Regions from separate parts of the Macaca mulatta genome. Here region 2 is linked to region 1. A link is a contact called in public Hi-C data. All regions are on one chromosome and are shown on one strand. The core of a region is the stretch at or near the end of the contact, and the rest is flanking DNA. Distances in the headings are between cores, read along the strand shown.

Region 1 (6,472 bases), core at 2,268-4,767:
GCATTACTACTGAGTCGCTGGCGTCCCCGCCTCTTCCGGCCCCTCCGCCCGGAACCCTAGTGCAGAACGTGACCTTTCGGACCCTCTGGGTGGAGACACAGCCTCTGCCTAGGCTGTGCAGTGAGGCGGCCCCACCATCTCAAGTCGCCTGGCCCAGTGCGTCTCTAGCTGGCATGTGACCTCCAGCAAACTCCTGCACCTGAGCGCTGGGAGGAGCAAATAGGCAATAATTTTTTTTTTTTTTTTTTGAGATAGTTTCACTCTTGTTGACCAGGCAATGGTGCATCTGGGCTCACCGCAGCCTCCGCCTCCAGAGTTCAAGCGATTCTTAGCCTCAGCCTCAGAGTAGCTGGGATTACAGGCATGTGCCACCATGCCCGGCTAATTTTGTATTTTTAGTAGAGACAGGGTTTCTCCATGTTGGTCAGGCTGGTCTTGAACTGACCTCAGGTGATCCGCCCGCCTTGGCCTCCCGAAGTGCTGGATTCCAGGCGTGAGCCGCCGCGCCTGGCCGACAATAACGTTCTGAGTTGTTGCTGAGTCTGGCTTTTGTGAGGGGAACTTTTAGCACTCAAGGAGTGGCCTTGCCTCTGGCCCGTCCCCAAGTGCTCATGGGCAGCCAAGGCCGGGGGACTGCTCGGGCTTGGTAGATGTACTTGCCAGGCCAGCTCCTGTCCCGGGGACCTCAGGGAGTAGCTTCATCCCTGAAGGCTCAGTGTCTCCTGCCTCATGTGGGTGGCCCCTCTGCAGGGTTCTCAGGCACCCAGGGAAGTGGGTGCCACAGCCTCACTGGGGCTGGCTGGGCTTTGCTCTGACAACACAGCAGTGGCTAGGCCCCTGCAGCTCTCCGGGGCTCGGTTTCCCTGTTGGCCGCACTATGGCGTAGGCCCCGGTGTGGACACCGATGAGCTGACCCCCCCACAAATGCCACTCGGCCGCTCCCCCAGGCTTCAGTGACCCAAGAGCCCTTGTGTGAAGAACCAGCTTAAAGAATCTTGTCTTCTCAAACTCTCCAGGAATTCCTGGTGACTGGAAGGGGAGTGACACGGGTTCTCAACCTCTAACAGGTAAGGGAGCTGCCTCCTGGGTGGGCGTGCCCAGTTCCTCAGCGGGCCTAGTGCGGCCCAGCCTCCGAGGAAGCTCCGAGCAGCTGGCTTAGCTCCGAGGTATTTTTAGCTACAGATCCAGCCCCTTCCATCACCACAACAGTCGAGTCCAAATCAAACGCGCTCCAGGCAGGTGGGACTGGGGTTCTGCCAGCCTCCTGGCCAGCAGGGGTGGGTAGGCAGACTGGGGCCAGTATCGGCTGTTCTGCCTGGGCCCAGGCCGGGCTGGGAAAGCACACTTGTTCTCATTTCCGGCCTCCACTTTTCGTGCCAGCTTGTGCTGTCATAAGCAGAGGTTCACAGCCCCATTTCTTGGATGGAAAAAGTGGACACTGAGGTCTGAGGCTTTTGAGGACAGTCAGGAGCCCCCCTTTGGGCTCGAGTGACGCACTCACCAGCTTCTGGTCCTCTTCCTCCACCACCTGGAATGCCTTGGCTACCTCCTGTGGTCCTAGGGAACCTCAGCCCCAGCCCTGCCTCCCCAGCCAGTCACAGCTTCTCCCTGGTCACCCTGGGGACCTCAGGGCCCGGCTGGTGGCTGTGCTCCTGTCCTATCCCCCAGTCCCATGGAGCCTGGCAGGCAACTCCTCCATGATCTGAACCCCGTTACCTTGACAGCCCTGCCTGGCCTCCCCTCTCATGGCCCAGCCACCCCAGAACCTGAAGAGGTTTTCTAGCTGCCGTGCATTTGTCAGGCCGGGTTACCCACCCTACTTTTCCTGCCTGCCCTCCAGTGCTGCCAAGCCCAGTGTGCCAGCCAGCACTCAGCCTTCTGTAAACGGTTCCCCTCTCCCAACCTGACCTCCTGGAAAGCTGGAGCATAACTGCCTCTCAATAAACGTGTTGCGAAAAAGGAGTGGATGAGTTGCTGTGCATTTGTCTAGGGGGTGCTTGACCCAAGAGACTCCCCTTTGCCCAGTGCCCGGAGAGGGCGTCCACTGAGAATCTGGGGTGCCTTCTGGCCTCCCCTTCCCAGCTCTGCCGTGGTCTTGGGATTCTGTGGGCGGTCGCTGCTGCCCTCTGGTGGTCAGACGGTGCCTTCCTTGCAGCGGCTGAGAACCTTGACCATGGAACTGCCAGGTTGGCGGTTTTCCTCCACGAAGTGAGGTTTACATGAGCCTTGCCGGGATCTTGAAAACTGGGAGTCTTTGGGGTGGGATCGCCAGCAAAAAGATCTTGAGTCCTGCCAGCCCCTATCTGCGGAAACTACGGAAAGTCACTTGCCCCCAACTATGCTGCTGTTGAGGTTTTGTTAGAAATGGGCTCTTCTACCCCAGCTGGTAGGATCCAACTCTCGGCCATGCTCCCGTGCCTATCTGCCGTGGAGCAGCTCCAGGGAGGTCCCTCTGCCACCCTGTCCACTCACCTGGCTGGTGAGGAGGGCAGTCATCCTGCCCGGGGGGAGGGGTAAGACGAGAGGTGGGGGTTACGGGTGATTCAGCCAGCAGCCCGGATAGCACTGCCTACAGTAAGTGCTCAACAAAAGCTGTTTTGATCATGGGACGGGAGAGTTGGGGGGATTCCTGAGATGAAAGACATGTGGCTGCTGGCAAGGAAACGCATTTTCTTACATTTCTTGATGAGTGTGGGGTCAGTCTCCAAAGCTCAAGGAGAGGGATCAAGCTGACTTCAACTAGCGCTACTCCAACCTGCCCCTCCCTGACGGCGTCTTGCGTGGTTCGCGCCTCTGGCTCCTGTCGGAAGGAGGCGCCCGCCCTTCGTGGTTTGGGGCCAACCTGCGGCCGGCGCCGAGACGATTGCCCGGCAGAGGGCGCTGGACGTCCACCCTGCAGCCCGGTGTCGGGGTGCGGGTAAGCGGAGCCCAGTTCCACACCCCGAACCCGCGTACACGCAGGCGTCCCTAGCCCAGGCGAGGTGGGCAGACACGACCCTCGCGTCAGCATCTTCCCTGGTGCCACCGCAGCTACCTCCTGTGGGGAAACTGAGGCCAGAGGCGGACATGCGCCAAGCCACGCCGTTGGGGCAGTGCAAAATTGGGCTCTTCCCGGAGCTCGAGGCCTGGGGCTCCTCGCACCAGGTGCACAGCCAGCCAATCCGGGAGGTCCTGTCTGGCCGCGCCGGCCAATCAGAGGGTCCCTGCCGTAGGCGGAGCCTGCCAATCAGGGGCACCTGGAGTCGCTGGGCAGCCACGATCGGGTCTCGCCGGCGAGGGGCGCGCCGTGACGCGCAGAGGGTGGCGGTGGGATGGGGGTGGGAGCTTCTCTCGCAGCTGAGCCCCGTTTCTCCGGTGCCGCAGTATCGCTGGGACTGAGAGCTGAATACCCACACCCAGGGCTGGGACCTTAGCAGAAAGGAAACTGAGGCTGGGAGGTCGGCCGGGAGGCTGCCTGGCGGAGGTGGCGCCGCTCTGAGTGGGCGGGGCTAGTTCCGGCCCCGCCCCGCCCCCGACCTCTTGGCTCCGCTAGTGCCGGGCGCGCAGCCGCCAGTGCTGCGGGCTCCGGGCTATGGATGCCCCCGGGGCCCCGGCCCCGACCGCCGCCCCCGGTCCGGGCAGGAAGGAGCTGAAGATCGTGATCGTGGGTGACGGCGGCTGCGGCAAGACCTCGCTGCTCATGGTGTACAGCCAGGGCTCCTTCCCCGAGGTGAGGCCCGCAGCGGGGCTGGGGTGGGGGCGATGGACGCCCCTCAGCCTGAGCCCAGAGCCCCGACCCTCGGTCCCCGGCGTCGCGAGTACGGAGAGGCGGCCGCCACCCCGGGGCGCCCCTCGGGAATTCCAGAGCCCAGCGGGGTGAGGGGGTGATGATCCGGGACGAGTGAGGGGGGTGGACAGTGGGTTTAGCTGGAACCTTGGCCCCCGCAGGCCCCACTAAGGACCAACCGACCCCCTCTCCCGCAGCACTATGCCCCGTCGGTGTTCGAGAAGTACACGGCCAGCGTGACCGTTGGCAGCAAGGAGGTCACCCTGAATCTCTACGACACGGCCGGTGAGTGGGCCTGCGCCCCCGGGGTCCCGGGGGTCCGCCCGCCCGAAGGGTTTCCCCTCCCGGGCGTCCCCCACCGGGCGTCCCCGCCCAGCAGCCTTGCCAGGGTCCTGGCCGGCTCTTCACTCCTGGAGGCCGCTCAGGGGCGCTGGCTGCGCGACCCTAGAGGCCAAGCCCTATATGTAAGTGGAGAGTGTGGAGGAGGAGGTGAACTCCGGGGCCACCCTCCCAGCTCTGTGCTGAGAGCCCACAGCTAGTTCCTCTCTTGTGGTTCTAGAAAGCAGTGGGCTGCTCTTGGGCCTCCCATGGTTCCAGGATTGCTGCGCTGCCTGCTGTGGTCTCTGCAGACTCTGTGGGCTGCAGATTTGAGCCCCCTGGTGCTCGGATTGCCTGGGCTGTGTGTCTGGGTCCTGTGGTTCTGGGATGCTCCCGGCTGCAAATCAGCCTGTGGCTTCAGGGCTCTGTGGCCTGCGCTCTGCAGCCTGAGACTCTGGGGTCCTGTGGATGCGAGTTCTGTGCCTGCAGCTCCCAGGATTCCACGGCTTGCAGTTGGTGGTTCTGGAATTGTGTGGCTACAATTATTTCTGTGCTTTCCCAGTTCCCTGGGACAAAACCAGACAGTGTAGAAAATGAACTGAGGAAGGAACAGAGCACTGGGGGCAGGGGCCCCACACCAGGCTCTGCCTGCCACCTGCAGCCCCCCGTGGGTGGTCTACGGATTTATGTGCAATTGCTTGGGAGTCGGTGTTGTGAGGGGCGGGGACGGGAGAAACGCAGTCAGTGGGAGGACCCTGACTCCCTTCTGGGCTTCATCAACATTGGGGACCAAAGGTTGACATCCCCAGGTGAGGCCTCACCCCACCTCTGTGACTCAGTGTTTAGTGACCTGCAGGGAACCACGTCACCAGGTGGCCCTCTCCTGCCAGCCAAGCCTTGTATGTGTGAGGTGAGGTCAGACACTGACGTAGGATGGAACCAAAATCCAGACACCTCCACCCCCAGGTAGACCTTGGAGAGGACCCGAAAAGGGGCTGTTCTAGCTCAGAGCCCCCTCCATTCCGACTTCAGCAGGTCCTACCATGGTCTCTGAGAAACCTGTCTTTGTGGGATGTGGGCCCTCTAGGGCCACCCCCAAAACAGGGCCTGTCTCTAGCCCCTGGTGAGCTGGGAGAGCTGAGACATCAGAGGAATTCCCGAGGCGTGGCCCAGAGGGTAGTAAGAGTCATGGTCTGGGACACTTTTACTTTCATGTTTCTTGTCCAGGAGCCAGGGAGGGGCAAGGTTGTTCACCCACTTTTTGAGTCAAGTGCTCCTGAGTGGAGACATTTACAGCCGCCCACTGCCCTGCAAGAGCCGGGAGGCTTTTTCTTTCCTCCTCCTCTGCCCTCAGGGCCTCCCCTATCAGGTCCCGGGGTTCACTGTGCAGGGCAGCCTCCACATCATGAGAACAGGGATGGCCTTTCTGGCCTTGCCCAGAGAGCGATGCTCAAGGAACATGTCAGAGTAGATTGTGGTGTGGAGATTCTGGAAAGCTGCAAGGTGATGTAGGAAGAACTTGTGCAAAGAGCTGCTACCGGAGGGATGGCGGAGCATCCCCTGCTACAGTTACCAGGAGCAGGCGACCACCGGCACTATGGGGATCCCATCCACGGTCCCATCCTGTTCCTGCCACCCTCTTTGGAGTCAGATCTGGGCTTTGACCGCAGCTCTATTGGCTACGTATCATTGGGGATGTCTGGGCCTCAGTTTCATGATCTGTCATGAGCACTAAGAGGGTCATGAGGATTAAATCAGATTAATATATTATGTCCACCAACCTGCCCGACATGGTGAAACCCCATCTCTACTAAAAATCCAAAAATTAGCTGGGCATGATGGCGGGCACCTGTAATCCCAGCTACTCAGGAGGCTGAGGCAGGAGAATCATTTGAACCCAGGAGGTGGAGCTTGCAGTGAGCCGAGATTGTGCCATTGCACTCCAGCCTGGGCGACAGGGCGAGACTCCGTTTCCTAGCACTTTGGGAGGCTGAGGCAGGAGGATTGCTTGAAGCCAGGAGTTCAAGACCAGCCTGGGCAACATGACGAAACCCCATCTCTACTAAAAATACAAAAAATACAAAAATTAGCCAGGCATAGTGGCACACGCCTATAGTCCCAGCTACTTGGAAGGCTGACACAGGAGAATTGCTTGAACCCAGGAGGCAGAGGTTGCAGTGAGTTAAGATCACGCCACTGCATTCCAGCCTGGGCAACAGAGCGTGACCCTGTTTCAAAAAATTAAAATTAAAAAAAATTAAAAAGACCCTTCTACCATCCCTGCCCAGCCCTAGCTCGATCCTGTGCTTTGGAATCTACAGTGCCATGCCCCGAGCTGGCCCCCAGCCCCTGCTGCAGTGGGGAGATCTATCTTCCCTGGCAAGTCTC
Region 2 (6,472 bases), core at 1,432-3,931, 94 kb before region 1:
GGGTTTGAGTGATTCTCCTGCCTCAGCCTCCCAAGTAGCTGGGACTACAGGCATGCGCCATCACGCCTGGCTAATTTTTGTTATTTTTAGTAGAGTCGGGATTTCACCATGTTGGCCAGGCTGGTCTCAAACTCCTGACCTCAGGTGATCCACCCGCCTCAGTCTCCCAAAGTGCTGGGATTACGGGTGTGAGCCACCACGCCCGGCCCAAACCCACTTTTTAAAAACAAACAGAGCAGGGTTTCAGGCTGAAAGCCTTCAGCAAGCAACAGCAGCCAGCCAGAAGCAACGAACGTGCCATATCAACCTGCAAAGCATCTGACCTTATATTTAAGAGAAAAGATTCTCATTTTCCATATGTAGCCGAGTTTTGAAATTTTCTTTCAAAATACATTTATGGGCAAGGCACTGTGGCTCATGCCTGTGACTCCAACACTTTGGGAGGCAGAGGCAGGAGGACTGCTTGAGCCCAGGAGTTTGAGACCAGTCTGAGCAACAGAGCAAGACCTCGTAGCTACAAAAAATATAAAAATTAGCTGGGCATGGTGGCACGTACCTGCAGTCTCAGCTACTTGGGAGGCTGAGGTAGGAGGATTGCTTGAGCCCAGGAGGTTGAGGCTGCAGTGAGCCAAGATGGTGCCACTGAACTCCAGCCTGGCCAACAGAGCGAGACCCTGTCTCAATAATAATAATAATAATACATTTATATAAGATTAAAAGTAGCTGGGCGCGGTGGCTCACGCCTGTAATCCCAGCACTTTGGGAGGCCGAGGCGGGCGGATCACGAGGTCAGGAGATCGAGACCATCCTGGCTAACACGGTGAAACCCCGTCTCTACTAAAAATGCAAAAAATTAGCCGGGCGAGGCGGCGGGCGCCTGTAGTCCCAGCTACTCGGGAGGCTGAGGCAGGAGGATGGCGTGAACCCGGGAGGCGGAGCTTGCAGTGAGCCGAGATCGCACCATTGCACTCCAGCCTGGGCGACTAAGCGAGACTCTGTCTCAAAAAAAAAAAAAAAAAAAAAAGATTAAAAGTAGATCTATTTAAATAAAAATATAAAAGGAATAACAGTACAAGTGGTATATGCATATAGTATCCTGCATGTGGTAGAAAATAAACTAAAGTTTGAGAAATTGCTGGTAATTCGCTTGAAAGCACAGGTTCTGAATGGAACAGACCTGAGGTCTGAATGCCACTTTAAGCATACAGTCAGTACCCAGTAAAATGGTTCTCTGGCCCTCCGTATGAAACTTCATCTTATGGCCAGACGCAGTGGCTCACACCTGTAATCCCAGCACTTGGGAAGGCCGAGGTGGGCGGATCACCTGAGGTCAGGAGTTCAACACCGCCATGACCAACATGGTGAAACCCTGTCTCTACTTAAAATACAAAATTAGCCTGGCATACCAGCCCACGCCTGTAATCCCTACCACTCAGGAGGCTGAGGCAGGAGAATCATTTGAACCCGGGAGGCGGAGGCTGCAGTGAGCCGAGATTGAGCCACTGCACTCCAGCCTGGGTGACAAAGCGGGACTCTGTCTCAAACCAAAAAAAAAAAGAAACTTCATTTACATCACCTAAAATGCATTCCATCCCACCCTACTTGGGCGTAATTAATTGAATCTTCCTCTGCGAACTGATTTGTGATTTTATACTAGGTGGCATAAGAAAATCTGCATCAGCTTTTGAGCCAGACCCATCGCTGCCAATTCCAACCTGCATGACCTTAGATAGGCGTTTGCCCCACTCTGGGCCTCAGTTTCCTCCTTATGCAATAAGGATGAGCCTTATTTGTCACTCAAAGTCCGGTCCTTAGACCTCTAGCATCAGCATTGCTGGGAGTTGACTACAAATGCAGAATCTGATCCCTTGCCTCAAACAAAATCTTCATTTTAATAAGATCTCCAGGTAATTCACATACACACTGAAGTTTAAGAAGTTATGATGCAATCAGCAAATGCCAGGTGCAGTAGCTCACGCCTGTCATCCCAGCACTTTGAAAGGCCGAAACGGGAGGATCGCTTGAGGCCAACAGTTCGATACCAACCTGGGCAACAGAGCGAGACTCTGTCTTTACAAAAAATACAAAATTAAGAGAAGGCAGTCAGCGAAGCACATGACAGCTGTTCAATCACCAAGTAACACCTGTTTCCCCCTCCCTAAAATGGAGAAAGTAACAGCATCCATCTCAAAGGGTTGTTGTGAGGATTAAATGAACTCAACAATGCACAGCACTTAAACCAGCGCCTAGCACACAGTAGGGCTCCATAAACGCTTGCTGGATATCAATATAGCTAACTGTTAAGTTACTAAGGTTCTTTAACTGCCTTCTTGTGCCGACAGAGGCCGCACTTGCAGCGCCTTGGGCCTCCCAGGGAGAAGATCCATTGCGGAACGCCCAAGTTGAGGCGGCCCTGGCTTCCCAGTCCTCCAGAGACGGGGGGCCAGGTTAGGCGACCTGGGGCGCCCCGAACCCACACTCACGCTTTCTAGCACGTCATAGTTGGCCTTGATCTGCGCCTCTATCTCCTCCTTGCGCCGCATCAGCTCCTGGACGTCGCTGACAGTCACGGCGCCGGCCTGCGAGGAGCCTCCGCTCTGCCTCGCTTCCTCCTCAGACATAGCGAACCTCGGGCCGCGATTCCACACACCCGGCTCCCGGGCTACGGACGACGCCCCAGTAGACCGTAACTACGGCTCCGCCCATGGGCCAAAACACCACAGCCGTCCGCGAGCGCGACAACAGGCAAGGGGTGGGGCTTGGGGTGGGGCTTGGCGGCGGAGCTGGGTCGCCGGAAGCCGCGCCCTGCCGGAACACGTGCGCCTGTGGTGACCCGGCAGGAGTAGCGTCGGCAGCGATGGATCCCCACGTAGGTGCATACAAACGCTAGGGGATGATCTCGCGTCAGCTGACTCATTTTCTTTCCTCATTCGTGCAACAGACATTTATTGAGCGCCTACTGTATGGATGGATACTGTACGCCAGAGAACCGCCGCGTGGCGCTCCAATTCAGTTCTTCACATCCACACAGCCGTGGAGGATTTACAAAATACATTAAGATTCCTTATCCCTCACTTTACAGATCCGATATGCCTGAGTACAAACCCCGTATCTTGCCACCAAACGGCAATCTGTGTGACCCTAAGTCACTACTTGCTTCTCTGAGCCTCAGTTTCCTCATCTGTAAAATGGGGCAGTAATTGATAGCAGCTCTCATAGAGCTGTCCTGCTAACAAATATTCATGGAATGCTTCCACATACTGTTGAAGGTGCTGGATGTTCCTGTTAAGGCCTCTATAAATTGTAGTGATAATAATAACGGTAACAGTGTTTATTTATTGATACTTATAATGTGCCAGACGGTGTTCTAAGTGCCTGACATATATTAATTCAACAACATCATGAAGCTAGATTATTACCTCCCAGTTTGACAGCTGAGAAAACCGTCTCAATAACCGATTTACCCAACTAGCAAAATGTGAGGCCAAAATTCCAACCCAGCGTAACTAAATGATCAACTTTGATATCTGACCATGTGCCTCTAATATTCTGTCTGGACTGTAATCCCAGCACTTTGGGAGGCCGAGACGGGCGGATCACGAGGTCAGGAGATCGAAACCATCCTGGCTAACACGGTGAAACCCCGTCTCTATTAAGAAATACAAAAAACTAGCCGGGCGAGGTGGCGGGCGCCTGTAGTCCCAGCTACTCGGGAGGCTGAGGCCGGAGAATGGCGTGAACCCGGGAGGCGGAGCTTGCAGTGAGCTGAGATCCGGCCACTGCACTCCAGCCTGGGCGACAGAGCGAGACTCCGTCTCAAAAAAAAAAAAAAAAAAAAAAAAAAAAAAAAAAATATATATATATATATATATATATATATATATATATATATATTCTGTCTGGAAAAGGGCTTAACGGTCATCTGTGTAGTATTCAAACATGTTTGCCCTGAATTTAATCATTGGAAAACAGACGTATCCAAAAGAAGGGACATACTTCAAAACAACTGGCCTGAAAACTTCAAAAAAAGTCAATGTTGTGAAATACACATGGGGAATGAGGGGTGGGGGAAGGGAAAGGAGGCGGATATGCAATTACCTAGATTTAAGAACACTGAAGATATGCATCAACTAAATGTAATGGGCTGGGTATGGTGGCTCATGCCTGTAATCCCAGCACTTTGGGAGGTGGGAGTTCAAGACCAGCCTCACCAACATGGTGAAACCCTGTCTCTACCAAAAATATAAAAAACTAGCCGGGTGTGGTGGCACACAGCTGTAATCCCAGGCATTCAGGAGACTGAGAAGGTCTTGAACCCCTGGCCTCAAGTGACCCAGCCCAGCTCGGCCTTCCAAAGTGCTGGGATTGCAGGACTGAGCCACCACGCCCCTCAGAAATAAACTAACATTTCTAACATTGTCGAGAGAGAGAGATACAGGTGCAGTGGCTCATGCCTTGTAGTCCCATTACTCTGGGAGATCAAAGCAGGAGGATCCCTTAGGTCCAGGAGTTTGAGACCAGCCTGGGCAACATATCAAGATCTCCATCTCTACAAAAAAAAAAAAAAAAAAAATTATTCAGGAGATGATCAGGTGTGGTGGTTCACACCTGTAATCCCAGCACTTTGGGAGGCTGAGGTGGGCGGATCACTTGAGGTCAGGAGTTCAAGACCAGCCTGGCCAACATGGTGAAACACCGTCTCTACTAAAAATACAAAAATTACCAAGGCACAGTGCCACACACTTGTAATCCCAGCTACCTGGGAGGCTGACGCAGGATAATCGTTTGAACCTCAGAGGCGGAGGTTGTAGTGAACCAAGATCGTGCCACTGCACTCCAGCCTGGACCATATAGTGAGACTCCGTCTCAAAAAAAAGAAAGAGATAGATATATATTTGTAGACAAGAGATAGATAAGGTAAATATGGCAAAATGTAAATAATTGGTGACTCTGTAAATTATTTGTAAATTATTTACATGTACAAAATGTAAATAATTGGTGAAACATATATAAATGTTCTTTATAATGTTTTTGGAACTTTTCTGTGAGTTTAAAACCACTTCAAAATAAAATTTTAAGGCAACCTTTAAACAGAAAGAAGAAAAAAAGAGAAAAAGTAGAACTGATTACATTAGGCTTCATATAACTGTTTGATATTATCTCTTTTTTTTTTTTTTTTTTTTTTGAGAAGGGGTTTCGCTCTTGTTGCCTGGGGCTGGAATGCAATGGCGTGATCTTGGGTCACTGCAACCTCCTCTTTCTAGGTTCAAGCAATTCTCCTGCCTCAGCCTCCCGAGTAGCTGGGATTACAGGAGCCTGCCACCACGCCCAGCTAATTTTTGTATTTTTAGTAGAGACGGGGTTTTACCATGTTAGCCAGGCTAGTCTCCAACTCCTGACCTCAGGTGATCCACCCCCCTCAGCCTCCCAAAGTGCTGGAATTACAGGAGTGAGCCACTGCGCCCGGCCAAAATAAACTAACATTTCTAACATTGTCAAAAGAGAGAGAGAGAGAGATACAGGTGCAGTGGATCACGCCTGCAGTCCCATATCTCTGGGAGATCAAGGCAGGAGGATCCCTTGAGTCCAGGAGTTTAAGACCAGCCTGGGCAATATAGCAAGACTTATGTCTCTACAATAAATAAATAAATAAATAAAAATAAAATAAAATAAAAATTAATTAGCAGAGGACCAGGCATGATGGTTCACACCTGTAATCCCGGCATTTTGGGAGGCTGAAGTGGGTGGATCACTTGAGATCAGGAGTTTGAGACCAGCCTGGCCAACATGGTAAAACCCCATCTCCAGTAAAACTACAAAAATTAGCCGGGCACAGCAGCACACACCTGTAATCCCAGCTACTTGGGAGTCTGAGGCTGGAGAATTGCTGGAACCCAGGAGGCAGAGGTTGCAGTGAACCACGATCATGCCACTGCACTCCAGCCTGGGCCACAGAGGGAAACTCCGTTTCAAAAAAAAAAAAAAGAGAGAGAGGAAGAGAGAAACGATGACTATATGCAATACATGGATCCTTACTTGAATTATTTAATGAGAAACAGCAGCTTTAAAAGACTTATTGGGCCAATTGGTGAAATCTAAATGTGAACTTTATATTAAATTGTAGTATATCAGTGTTAAATTTCCTCAGTCAGATAATGATGTTGCAATTATATGAGAATATCTTTTTATTGGAAGGAGATAAATGCTCAAATATTTAGATGTGTAGTGTCATGATTTCAGCTACTAACTTGCAAGTGGTTCAAAGAAAATGATACAAGGGGAGAAAGAGGCAAAATGTAACAATTAGCAAATCCACATGAAGAGTATATGCATGTTCAAGGAAACTGTTTTGTAGGCAGCTCATGCCTATAATCCTAGCACTTTGGGAGACAGAAGCGGGAGGATCCCCTGATCCTAGGAATTTGAGACCAGCCTGAGCAACATGGCAAGACCCAGTCTCTATCAAAAAAAA

The links. A called contact is a pair of places that touch in the nucleus more often than the background predicts.
Region 2: a contact with region 1 is called in a Hi-C map of fetal cortical plate, with 2.7 times the contacts expected there. The contact joins the promoter of PSMD9 here to the promoter of RHOF in region 1. A contact is called at or near these places in 5 of 14 Hi-C or Micro-C datasets (CD4 T cells, cortical neurons, fetal cortex germinal zone and 2 more).

Annotation. Positions count from the first base shown.
Region 1 is chr11:129,163,721-129,170,192 of T2T-MMU8v2.0, reverse strand. RHOF (ras homolog family member F, filopodia associated) reads left to right here and starts at 3,517. Exons shown (of 5, transcript XM_077955568.1): 1 at 3,517-3,709; 2 at 3,928-4,051. The coding sequence starts at 3,572. It overlaps LOC144333167, which reads left to right. Exons shown (of 7, transcript XR_013401617.1): 6 at 1,017-1,067; 7 at 1,725-1,959. It also overlaps the pseudogene LOC100427274.
Region 2 is chr11:129,257,324-129,263,795 of T2T-MMU8v2.0, reverse strand. PSMD9 (proteasome 26S subunit, non-ATPase 9) reads right to left here and starts at 2,681. Exons shown (of 6, transcript XR_013401620.1): 1 at 2,484-2,681.